Linked DNA regions of Mus musculus: region 2 is linked to region 1. The links are chromatin contacts, called in public HiChIP or PLAC-seq maps. All regions are on one chromosome and are shown on one strand. Each heading gives the region's core, a stretch centred on a gene start, on an enhancer-like site or on the middle of the called end of the contact. The rest is flanking DNA. Distances are from core to core; before and after follow the strand shown.

The links. HiChIP or PLAC-seq counts read pairs in DNA pulled down with a chosen protein or histone mark.
Region 2: an H3K27ac HiChIP or PLAC-seq map of the NIH/3T3 cell line shows a contact between it and region 1, with 2.2 times the contacts expected there. The contact joins the promoter of Nedd9 here to the enhancer-like site in region 1. A contact is called at or near these places in 4 of 15 datasets of contacts at CTCF or cohesin (CD8 T cells, the NIH/3T3 cell line, large pre-B cells and 1 more), 18 of 484 Hi-C or Micro-C datasets (the C2C12 cell line, the HL-1 cell line, Sertoli cells and 12 more), 13 of 115 datasets of contacts at active chromatin or transcription factors (the 230-238 cell line, CD8 T cells, the NIH/3T3 cell line and 8 more) and 4 of 9 other capture datasets (adipose tissue, embryonic stem cells, liver and 1 more).

What each region holds. Positions count from the first base shown.
Region 1 is chr13:41,443,167-41,448,824 of GRCm38.p6, reverse strand. It overlaps a transcript of Nedd9 not described here. Among named protein-coding and RNA genes, the nearest start is that of Gm32448, 36 kb to the right of the region's middle. Within about 2 kb of position 3,569, at least 25 of the 459 cell types and tissues checked have an H3K27ac peak or open chromatin away from gene starts, as enhancers often do. A contact at or near this core is called in the C2C12 cell line, CD8 T cells, the HL-1 cell line and 3 more, where this site is marked.
Region 2 is chr13:41,357,400-41,363,129 of GRCm38.p6, reverse strand. It overlaps Nedd9 (neural precursor cell expressed, developmentally down-regulated gene 9), which reads left to right and starts at 4,129. Exons shown (of 7, transcript NM_017464.5): 1 at 4,129-4,277. The coding sequence starts at 4,266.

The sequences.
Region 1 (5,658 bases), core at 2,320-4,819:
CAAAAATCTTATCTGTAGAACTAGTATAGAATTAAATACAATTTCAATTCTAAATGAGAGGAAAAGCTGACCAGAAGTAGGTTATCTCTGTATGCCTGTCTCTTATATAGACTTTCACAGTTTAACAGAGAAGCCACTAGGTATTTGCCATGAATAAGATTTCATGAATTAAAATCACATAAGGTTAAAACCCAGCTCTTCAGTCACACTTGCCATATTGGAAAAAGTTGTTAGCCATATGTCTAGTGCCTACAATACTGATAAGACTAGTTAGTGAACATTTCTTATGTCAGAGAGAGTTCTGCTAGGAAGTGCATATGGAGACAATGGCCTTCTTGGTCTAGGCAGAAACCAGTCCTACCTCTTAGCCACAGTATAGTGCATCTCAACTTTTGCTGAATAGTTTGAACTAGATCTTTCTTTGTCATAGGAGGCTACAGTGCAGTGTAGGACATTCTGAAGCATGCGTGACATCTATCCCTCCCCAGTTGCAGCTCTTGAAAAATGGCTCCATATCCCCTAGAGGGCTGAACTGACCCCAGCTTAGCAACTCTGCTAAGATGGCAGAGGCAAGAGAGGCCAGGGAGGACTTTACAAACATGCTTAGGAGTGAGATGGGTTCAGGTTCGTGAACACTAAGAGGTAGAGACATGGCAGGAGATGGGTCAGGCTCACTATGGGTGCTCCTAGAATGTAACAGAGAAAAGTTTCAGAATGATAGTTATAGTCAGAAAGAAATTCTTCCCTTGACTTTGGGACTTTTCTTGATACTAAAATGTCATGTATGCCAAAGCTCCCCCAAAAGACAGGGAAAACTGTAAATACAAAGAAAGGCAGCAAAGAAGGTGGCCCAAGGGGCAGATTGCAGGGTGAGTCCATTTATTCCAGTGAAGGTAAAGGGCTATGTCCTGTATCACTCTGAGATTTCTACTGCTGGGTTGAGCTCTCATATCCCCAAATGGCCATTTGCATACTAAATGGCCATTACTGCCTCATCTGCTACATAAGGGCTATAAATTCCAATCCCGAAATGGTCTCTCTTCCCAGGAACAGAGTTATAAAAACGTTTGCCCTTCCATAGGTCTTTGACATATGCTGGACCACATTTGTGTATTTGTCCCTTGGCCCTCTGGAGAGCTTAGCACTTCTCCCTGACCCAGGCAAGATTTTTATGTGCTATGCATTCCTTTCCGTCGTGACATCATGCGTGTATCTCGCCATGGGATGCTGAATCAAGGCACAGGGAAGACTTAGCCGTCTCCAACGAGCAACTGGTTTTCATTATTTTAAGGAAATCAGGTTCTGAAATATTTATGGTCAGAGACCCCTTCGTGGTTCCTTCCTGACCTCTCCTTTCAGGAGCAATCTTGTAGAGAAGGAGAACCCTCTGCCTGCTCCGCATGGGACCACTAACTCACAGCAGAGCTGAGCCAGCCATGCCGTGGGAAGACCACAAGGAGGCTTATTTGCTAGACACTCCAAGCTGAAATGAATGGAACTGAAGCCAGAACAGGGCCAAGACTTAAAAAGGCTGAAGGCCCACCCTGGCAGCAACGTGCCTGCATCAGAGCTTTAACTCATGTTCTTTTCATTTGGAGGATGATGGCAATGATCTCACAAGAAAATAAAGACCGTGAGTCAGCTGTTGTGATGGTACTGAGATAAAAGAGAAGCCACCCCACAGCAGACAGTGTGTGCCTGAGCCTGCGGTAGGATGAGTTGCTGGATGCCTTCAGCAGAGACTTCTACTTAGCCCTTTTTCAAACAGTTGTGGGAATCAACATGCTCGTTGGCCAAAGGGGCCAGCATCATACAAAGTTGTCCTATATAATCTGAGCCAGTTTCAAATGGCCAAATAGTTCCTTCTATGGAACAACTAAAGGCGATTCTTAGATTTTTGTTCTTTTTCTCATAGAAGGTGCTTTTGACATTTTTGAATGGATAAGTCTTCATTATAAGGGTGTCATTTAGCATCCCTAGATACTGAGCAGAAGTTGCTAAGTGATGTCCTTGACACACACCCACACACCCACACCCACCCATATTTCCCAATACACTGGGTGGATAGTATATCACAAAGTTTGTTGCCTTTGAAACTAGAATCTTAGTGCAAGTCATAGGGCATTTAGCAAGAGGCATGTCCTTTTTTTTTTTTCTGGCTTTCTGCTATTGTGAATGTGTGGAGATGCCCCTCCAGGCTGCTCATTCCTTGCCCCATAGTGAGATCTTAGGGGTGGAAAAGAGGAGGCGGGAATGAGCAATTGCACAGATATTTCCATTTCCTCTCCCTGATCATATCCTAATGTGAATACACCCTAATGAATTCCCCCAGGGGTGGGGCAAGAAACCTTACCTAGGAGGGAAACTGCCCCAAGGCAAAGCCTCCTCTGCCGCCGCAGGCACCTTGTCCGGGTGCTTCTGCTGCCGTGCTGGCTCTTTCCTTTTTAGCTCCCCTTTACGGCTATATGTCACAGAGGCAGGAAGGATGCTAGAGTTGTCAGGGGGTCACAGAGATTAGAACTGGATCTGGGTAAAAAGCGTGACATCCATTAATGTGGTTTTCATCCTCAAGACTGGGAGGTCGTTTGGTTGCAAATATCCTGGGAAGGATCTCAAAACTGCCCACACCTTCCAGAAGGATAACAGAACTAGATTGACTTCAATAAAAGAGACCATGTAATAAAAGTGCCAGGTTTCTATGTGTTGGCTTGGTATGGATAGGTTTGTTTGACCTAAAACTACATCAGCATTGGGCAGTGTCGATCGATTCATGCTGACTAAGGTTCTGATTAAGACAACTTCTACTTGTTGGAAGTCATCCAGCCTTACTTGATGTGATTGTCCTGAAGCACCAAGAACTGTGTGAGGACCTTACAGCGATGACAGAAAGGCTGGGGAAGTCTCAGTCTTTTTCTTCAAAAGAAGTTGAGACCCAGCAGCACTGACTGGCTTGTTGGAGGTCATACAAGTGGTGTCTTTTGGCTGCCGTGACCATGCCATGACCAGGACAGTTCCCACCGTACCCTGTTGTCTTGGCATAATTATCACTCTAAATCCTTGTTGTTCTAGAAGGAGTTCTAGTTTGGAGGAAGAGTTTGATGTCCCTCTGTCTCAAACACAATGCCTTCTAGCTATGAATTCATCACTTTTCCCCTTACACAACTCCATCCCTTCTTTCTTTTTTTGTGGTTCTCAAAATGGCCCCTCCTGTCTGAGGCCATCTGTCATGCTTTTGCAAATTAGTCATTCTCAAAGTTTGGGTGACTGTAAGTGACAATCCAAGTCCAGATTTCCTAAACCATGGGTCCCTTTGTTCTCAAGAGGATAAAACAAGATAACCACAGGGGTGGGATCAGCCAGGCACCCAGCAGCCCAAGCCTTGACAACCTTAGACAACCATCTCTGTGCTCCTAGGTTCTTGGTGACAAAGGCTGGGGTAAGTAGATGGTAGCACAAATGAGACTTTTATACGGCTTTTATTTTGTTTTGTTTTTAATGAAATACACACAGGGTTGAAGAGAAATTCACTATAAAATCCCACCCATTGGGCTCTGAAAGTCCCATATGTCCGATGACTCAACATGAAACTCATAGGCTGGTAATACTTTGAAATCCTCTGTGAACAATAAAAGCTAAGCATGAGAAAGGAAGGGTTTCACATATACACAAGGAAAAGGAAGACAAAAAGAAAGAAAAAAATCAAAGATCCTTTCTCATCTGCCCAGTGGAGTGGAAGACACCAGTGTCCTGAATCTATTTATTAATGCCACCCTCATGAATGTCCTACATGTAATATAACTTGGCGAAGTTTCTATAATAATGAGCCAGGAAGAGCCAGCTGTGAGCTGGGAACACCCACAGCTGTGTGCTTGGCTCACTGCAGTTGTAGTGCCGATGAAGCAGAACTTCTGATAACCAAGGTCTATGGGACGTGGGAGCAACGTGTTAAAACGAAAACCCATTCTATATAGAATGGGAAGATAAAAATGAATCCTTTATAGCCTAAGGGTCTTGGTAATGCTGCTTAATTAAAAGGGTGATGTACAGATGAATCTCTTCCTAATGAGCAGCCTTCCTGACAGCCTTGGAAATAATTACACAGCAAACATTATTTAATCCAGGCTCAACAACACAGTCTTTGCTGCCAGCAAACTTGGGTTTGACCAGTGTCTACTGACAGCGAGGAGGTGAGACCTTGAGTGAACCTCTAAACCTCAGTTAGCTTCATCTTTCCAACTGCACAATAAAGACACTGGTCCTTACCAATAGATCCTACTGTTATTGAAAGGGCGAAGGGATAAATAGTACATACATAAAGTGCGCAGCATTGAGTCTAGCTCAGGCGCACCACTCTTATTATTTAAACAACCATAACTTTGGAGATCAAGTGCCAAGTATTGCATAAGACAATGGGGCCTCACAAATGAGTCAAAAGGTCTGTCTGCAGGCAGGATCTTGTAGCCCGGGGCAGTGGCTGATAAACACGTGGATATTAATATGGGGATTCTAAAGTAGAATAAGGTAGAAAAGATCAATGTGTAGATGCTGATTTACTGATTTGTTTACTGACTTACTTAAAGCTCGGCCTATCTGCTGAGCATGATGTCACCTGCTACCTGAAACAGAATGGCCTGGAGAAATAGCTGAGACAGTGGGTCATTGTCCTTAAGCTGCTGACCGCCATGTCCGAGTCTGTAAAACCTCACCTGCTTGGCCTCCCCACCTTGTGTTTTAGAGTATAAAATGAGAATACAGACTGGACCCAGGATTGAAGCATCTCCGTTCTGCCACTCTCTCGGGTCCCAGAGCATATGGTCTTGAAAGATCCCCCCAACAGTTCCCCCCAACAGGCAGAGGGGAAAGTGTATTTAGAATGGTGATGCTGACGTTTCTTAGCGGTTGCTACTTGGGTTCACTTTTGAAAGAAACATGGATAAAGATTCTCCACATACAGAGAAAGATGATTGTAAGATCTGTGCTACTGACGGACTTTTCGCTAAGTGGATGGAAAAGGCAATGGACAGCTAGGCTCCGGCTCAGCTCTTGAACACATTGTGACTCACTCTAAGAGGGGAAATAAAGCTTACTATTGCTTAGTTTTATCTACCAGCCCCCCCCCCCCCACAGAGCTGGGGACACCATGGAATTGGGAAGCATGAGTTTCTGAGGTCCAAGCAGCTGATCTGTGCTCACTCGGTCATTAGTGGTCATGATCTACCGAGAACATTGCCCATGATGGAGGAGGAGCTGCCTCTTCAGGCTTCTCCCAGAATTCCTGCTTTTCTGAAAGCAGAGATTGTTCTTTTGGAAGTTTCAGTACACACTTTAACCACCCCCATTGTGTGTGTGTGTGTGTGTGTGTGTGTGTCTGTCTGTCTGTCTGTCTGTGTGTGTCTGTCTGTGTGTGTGTGTCTGCCTGACTATAACTGTCTCTGTGTGTGTCTTTCTGTCTGTCTGTCTGTTTCTGTGTGTCTGCACATGTGTCTGTCTGTGTTTCTGTGTGTCTGTGTGTCTGTGTGTCTGTCTGTCTCTCTCTCTCTCTCTCTTTCGTGTGTGTGTGTGTGTGCTGGGAATTGAACCCAGAGCATTTTGTATGCATGTTCAGCAAGAGTTCTAGTACTGAACTATTACTTGGCCCTTTTAGTACTTTACATGTTT
Region 2 (5,730 bases), core at 2,880-5,379, 86 kb after region 1:
CACTCATCTGTCCTGTAACTTCGTGTGAACTGCAAACCTTTCCGGAAGTTTCCATGCTGTAATACATAAGCTAAGAACAATCCACCTCCTGGATTCGGCCCACAAGACAAATGCTAAGGGAGACAATGTCTGTAAACAACTACTGTAAAAAGCTCTGGGGAAAGTCATTGTACTGAAAGAGAAGTCTCAGTGGCTTGTCTTTGGGGGGTTTTATAGACGTGACATAGAATGGAAAAGCATCATGGGCATTATTTTTTTGAGATGATTTCGTATGTACAGATTTTTAAATAAGTGACATCAAACTAGAAGTAGTATTGCATAGTCCTAGCATGCCTCTTTGTTCAGCCTGCTTTCTCTGGTCTGGTCTTCAGCCAGCTTCTGGGTTGTTTCAGCTGTAGAAGGATCTGAACTCAAAACCAGAAAAGTCTTGTAGCATTTTAGAACATAAGCGGCACATTTTCTGTGGAGAGGCAGATGATAGTATTTTATTTGTCATACCTGTTTGATTTTTGTGAGATTTGTTGTTTTGGGAGGGAAGAGAGGGTGGTCTCAGCTCACCCATTCTGATCTTGAAGTTACCAAGTGCTTCTGGGTGAGCTGGTATTATAGACATGTGCTACCATGCGTGGCTATAGTATTATCTTATAATAAATACGTTCTTTAGCTTTGCGCTGTTTACCAACTCAGGGTCAACCACTCAGCCCCAGCTTTGCAACTCAACAGATTGTACATAAATATGCCAACACAACTTTCTCGTATAGACAACACAGAAATTTGAATTACGCCTAATTTTTACATCTCTCAAGATGTTATTCTTTTGCCTCCTCCCAAGCCACTTAGCAATGTGAATGCTGTTCCTGGCTCACAGAGACAGGACTGACAGCAGCCTGGCATTGGCTCTGAAAAGGCGCATCCTGTGTCTATGCTAACAAATGAGACCTGGAGGGTGTTCTCAGACATAAGGATTTTCTTCTATTTCTTTCCTGGGCACTAGGCCGAACTTGGAGGTAAACATGTGTTCTCTGAATTACTTCCTGATCCACAGGGCAATGACTTAAGTACATACAGGGTATAAAGAGACAGAGAGATCAACTAGCCATCACCTTGTTCTTCCAGAACCCACCCAAAGCTGTAGAAACAGACGTCAACGCACCATCAGCATCCAAACACGGAAAAGGCACTTTTAAGAGATCTGTGTTCCAAGTACAATGGGAGCACAGTCAGGGGAAGGAGAGATTTGTTCTGAAAGGGCGAGGTGGGCAGGGCGGGGGCTGTGGACCAGCACACACAAAGGCATTAGTGTGTTGAGCTAGGCCTGATAGCGGACAAGCAGCCAGAGCATTCTCTGTAGAAAGACCCATCTGTGCAATGCCAGTAAGGTATAAATAAGCCTGGGGTGTGGAGGAAAAAAACTGAAACGAGGATTGGCGAAGTTCTCATTATAGTCCACACCAAGGTGTCTGCTTCCTAAGATGTTAGCATATCGATAAGAGACTGTTCAATTCCATCTAAACGCCATCCCCTCTGTCCTCTGGGAAGGGAACTGGTAGTAACGCTGAAGATAGAGAGATTTCGAGGAAGGAAACTAAAGAGAAATCTCTAAATAGAGTGGAGAGTCGGGAGAGTGGCTTACCATACATATGACTAGTAGGATCACACCCAGAGGGCTCAAGGTCTCTGCGTGTCAGCTTTGAGTTCTCTTTGCTGATTCCCCAGGGGGCTCTCCTCCTTGCTCATGGGCTCTAGTTCCTTCACCCAGACAAAATAGCCACTGGGTTCTGCCTGAGCCACAAGCAGTTCCAGTATTTGCTTGATTTCCATGTGTGCTCTGACCAACGTCCAATGGCTACTAATAAAATCCCTCAGAAAGCACCGGGTGCCATTTCCCTGACTCCTGGATGCAGTAGGGTCTAACTGGGCATGGCTTTCTCCAAAGAGGCACCTACTCGTAGGATGCTGGTGAGCGTGGGTTGGGACTGAGCCCAGGGTCCTTGGCGGTTCTGGAAAGGTACCAACCAACCCACTGGTTTCCTGAATAATTTAATTATATAATCAGTTTTTCATATTTTTCACATTCAGCGTCTCAGGCAATCAATACAGAAAGGGCTATTCCTTTATTTACTGAATTTGTGTTTCTCCAAAAGGTTTAGAGGGAGCATAACCAATAAAAACAAAATGACTTGTGTTACTTAGGCTGCACTGAGATCACAGCATGATAATAAGGGCAAAAACAGGGAAATTGTTTTTTTCTCAAAATTCTTAGATGGCTTCCTATCACACTCAAGGAAAACCCTAGCTCTCTTCCCTAGCAGGTACACATTATTATGTCCTCATTTTATAAGGCTAGCATTGCAAAGTTAAGGAATGTGTATCGATTTGCCTGATAGGAATCAAGCCATCTACCCTGAGAAGACAATTTCACAAACGCCTAGCACAGGCTTTGGCAATGTTGAGGTTGAATGGGTTAGCCTTGCTTTAATCCACTCATCTAAGCATGATTCAGCCTGGCTGCTGAAGAAGTCAAAGGAATGCTATCTCTGTCTCCTGGGGAACCAGGACAAATCTAGAGAGAAAGATTTGACTTGTCCTACAAACATAGGTCCCTAGTGTGAATCTTCAGGGCTGCCAGGATGATCCTGCTACCGCAATCTGCTTCGTGCCTAATCTGTGTACAAAAGACCTTGCGAATCACACAGGTTCAATTCGGCTTTGAGATCAGGAAGTAAAAGCCATGACCTGGAAGGGGCCTGAACCGGGATGTCAACTTCACGAAGGTGGCCAGGGACATCTTGTAGAGCAAACTCCAAGCTGCAGCCAAATGTGGATTCAATTGTCAATGTAAACCCTACCCCACCCCCACCCCCACCCCCACCCCCAGAAACCACTTTTATGCGGCATCTGCTCTCCTATGCTTTTGGCTTAAATCATTTATTTTCAAAAGTTTTAATCCATTGGAAATTTAGAAGGGGATTGGGGAGGCAAAACTGATTCTGGACTACCTTAGTCAGGAAAGAAGTAAGAGCTGATTTTTTTTTTCCACCCGAGTCGTGCAGTCTGGCTGGAATGCATCCCAACTGGGGGATAGTCCTGAATACTCCAAGTCCTGAGGCCCGAGGAAAAGAAAAGCCTGTCTTCTCCTGAGTGATTCTCTTTCTCTATAGAAATCTCAGAATGGAACCGCTCTACAAATCATGTCCCGCGCTCTGCCTGAAAGAGGCTGTTCTTTTTTTTTTTTTTTTTTTTTTTTTTAAACCAGGCTTATCAAACAGAAGCGTTCTCCCTGAATAATAAGTGTGAGTGGGCTAATGGGTCATTTGGGGGAGAGAGGTCAAAAGGAAAAGGCCTCGGTGTTCAAAAGCGGAATCTGGCAATGCCAGCGGTCAAAGAGGAGAGTGCTGGCTGGACAGGCGTGATGTATCGGGTGTGTTCTATAGAACCTGCATGGGTTCCCACCTATCCTTTATCCTCGGAGGTCCTAGTGAGAAGAACCGGGAAGGCCTGGTGCTTATGAGTGAGTTCCTTTTCATTGAGAAAGAAATGTTTTCCAGCTCCTAGCAGACTGACTTAGCAAAGTACTTTGAACACTTGGGGGTGAGGGGAGCAGCCACAGAAAAGGGAAGGGGAAGAGAAAAGACAGGGAAAGAGAGCTATCAGCAGGGGTGGTTAGTAAAAAAAAAAGGGGGGGGTACTGGAGACAGAAAACCCTTTGTTCCTCCAGCTCGTTTCATGTAGAGATTGTAAGGTGAATGGCTTTGAAATGAAATGGGTTTATGAACTAGTTGCTAGGTCACAGGAAGCGCGATCGTCAGACTGCTTTGTGAATTCGGATTCTTTAAAACTTAGGTTACTCTCAAAAGGAACGTACCTCCTTTGTCTGGTTCCTATGTCTTTCCTCTTTATATTTTTATTTCTCCGGGTGGCTGGGGCCGCCTCCCCACTTTCTGTTTTCTCCTCCGCCCTTTTGATAACGTGAAAAGAAATGATCGTATTACACGCTCTTTGTCGGAGGGTTTCAGAAGTTAGAGGTGGGCGGGGTGGAGGCGTTACCTTCACCGCCACCAGCAGCCAATGGCGGCGCGGTATGCAAACGAGGCCCGCGCCGTGCTGGTCTGGATCTGGGCTGTGAGCTCAGAGACTCCGCAGTGCGCGGGAGGCGAAGGCTTCTCATTTCCATCCAGCCCAGCGCTCAATGGAGGGGCGGACTCTGCAGTGCCTCACTCACTGTGTGATTCGATAGGACCAGGGCTCATCAGATCACCGCCGAGATGAAGTACAAGGTAAGAGTGCCTTGTACGCCGTCTCCTGAGAAGCTAGAGGCAGCTGTGCCGGCCGGCGCCTTTCCCACCTTGACAACTGGGCAGGGATCCCTTGTGTGTCTGGTTTTGCCGAGCTGCGTCTGATCTCGCTTCCAGGCTTCCCCCGGGTGTACCGCCAGCAGACATGCGCTTTCAGATCCACTAGTTCTTGGTGCATGGTTCTGAAAGTTGTTGTGGGTGGCGGAAGGCGGTGGAGTAGAGTTAGCATAGGAGCCGCCGCCAGAGATCAGAGGGTGTCTAACTCGCCTCGCAGCAGGCAAGTCGCAGGTCTCTGCCTGACCAAAGCCAGCTTGGGGAGCCATAATAAGGAGAGTCAGAACTGCTGAGTCTCTGACAGGTTCTAAAAGCACCTTTTCAGATTTTTGCCTTAAGCACTTGATCTGGGAAGCTGTCTGCTCGAGGTCCTTTCGGTAGAAGCAGATTAAAAACCCAGACACTATCATAGGCGCGATGATGGAGAATTCCCACATCCTTATGAATAAATGGCTGTTAGTCATTTCTGGATAACTCTTTATTGGGGTTGAACGGGTCTGAAAGTATGAAGGCTCCGGCTGGCTTATTTTCCCTGACGCTTACAGAATGTCCTGCTCATAATTTTGGCAGCTCTATTTTCCACTGCATTTTGCACCACGGTTTCTGGGGTTACTCTTGGCAAAATGATTATGCCTTGCTCAGCACATCCCGTCTAATGAGGCAGTTTCCAAGGGACTTGGCCCAGTAGCAGTTCATGGCAATGACTTGGCGGTACTTACTTACGATCCTTTTTTTTAAAAAAAAATTTTTTTTTTAATTTTAATGGTGAAGAGACATGAGTCCTCGACTTTTAAAGGACTGTGTCATTTCAAAAATTCGTTTTGGTAAGGTGACTTAACAGAGCCAGTTAACTGACTTAGCTAGGGGCTAACTTGGCTTCCCTCTGCGGTATGTAGCCTCTGGCCCTTCCTTTGGGATAGAAGGCTGTAGCTAACAGCCACTGGTTCCCTGTCTATAAATCTTGTTCAAAAGCTGTGAGCCAAAGCATGAGTGATAGTTGTTGGGGAAGTTCCAGCAGTCTAAAGACCCAGATATCTATTGTCATCTCCTATCAGCTTTCCATTTCGTACATCTATGGGGAGGGGCAGAAGAAAGGAAAGCTCTAGGAGTCAGTCAGAAATGATGCAGCTTTCTACCTGGCAGGAACAGAATCTTTTTGGAAGTGATGGGGATACATGGTATCAAGCCTGCAATGTTGTTTTTTTTTTTTTCCTTCCCATTCTCCCTGTTGTTGAATCAAGACAGTGTTATAGAGAAAAGAGAAAGGATTAACTCTGTCCATCATTGGGACATTAAATAGCTGGTGTGAACTCTGAGTGCTGTAGTCTAGAAGGTGAGGACATGTGACGACATCTAAAGTCACTTTGGTTCAGTGACCTCA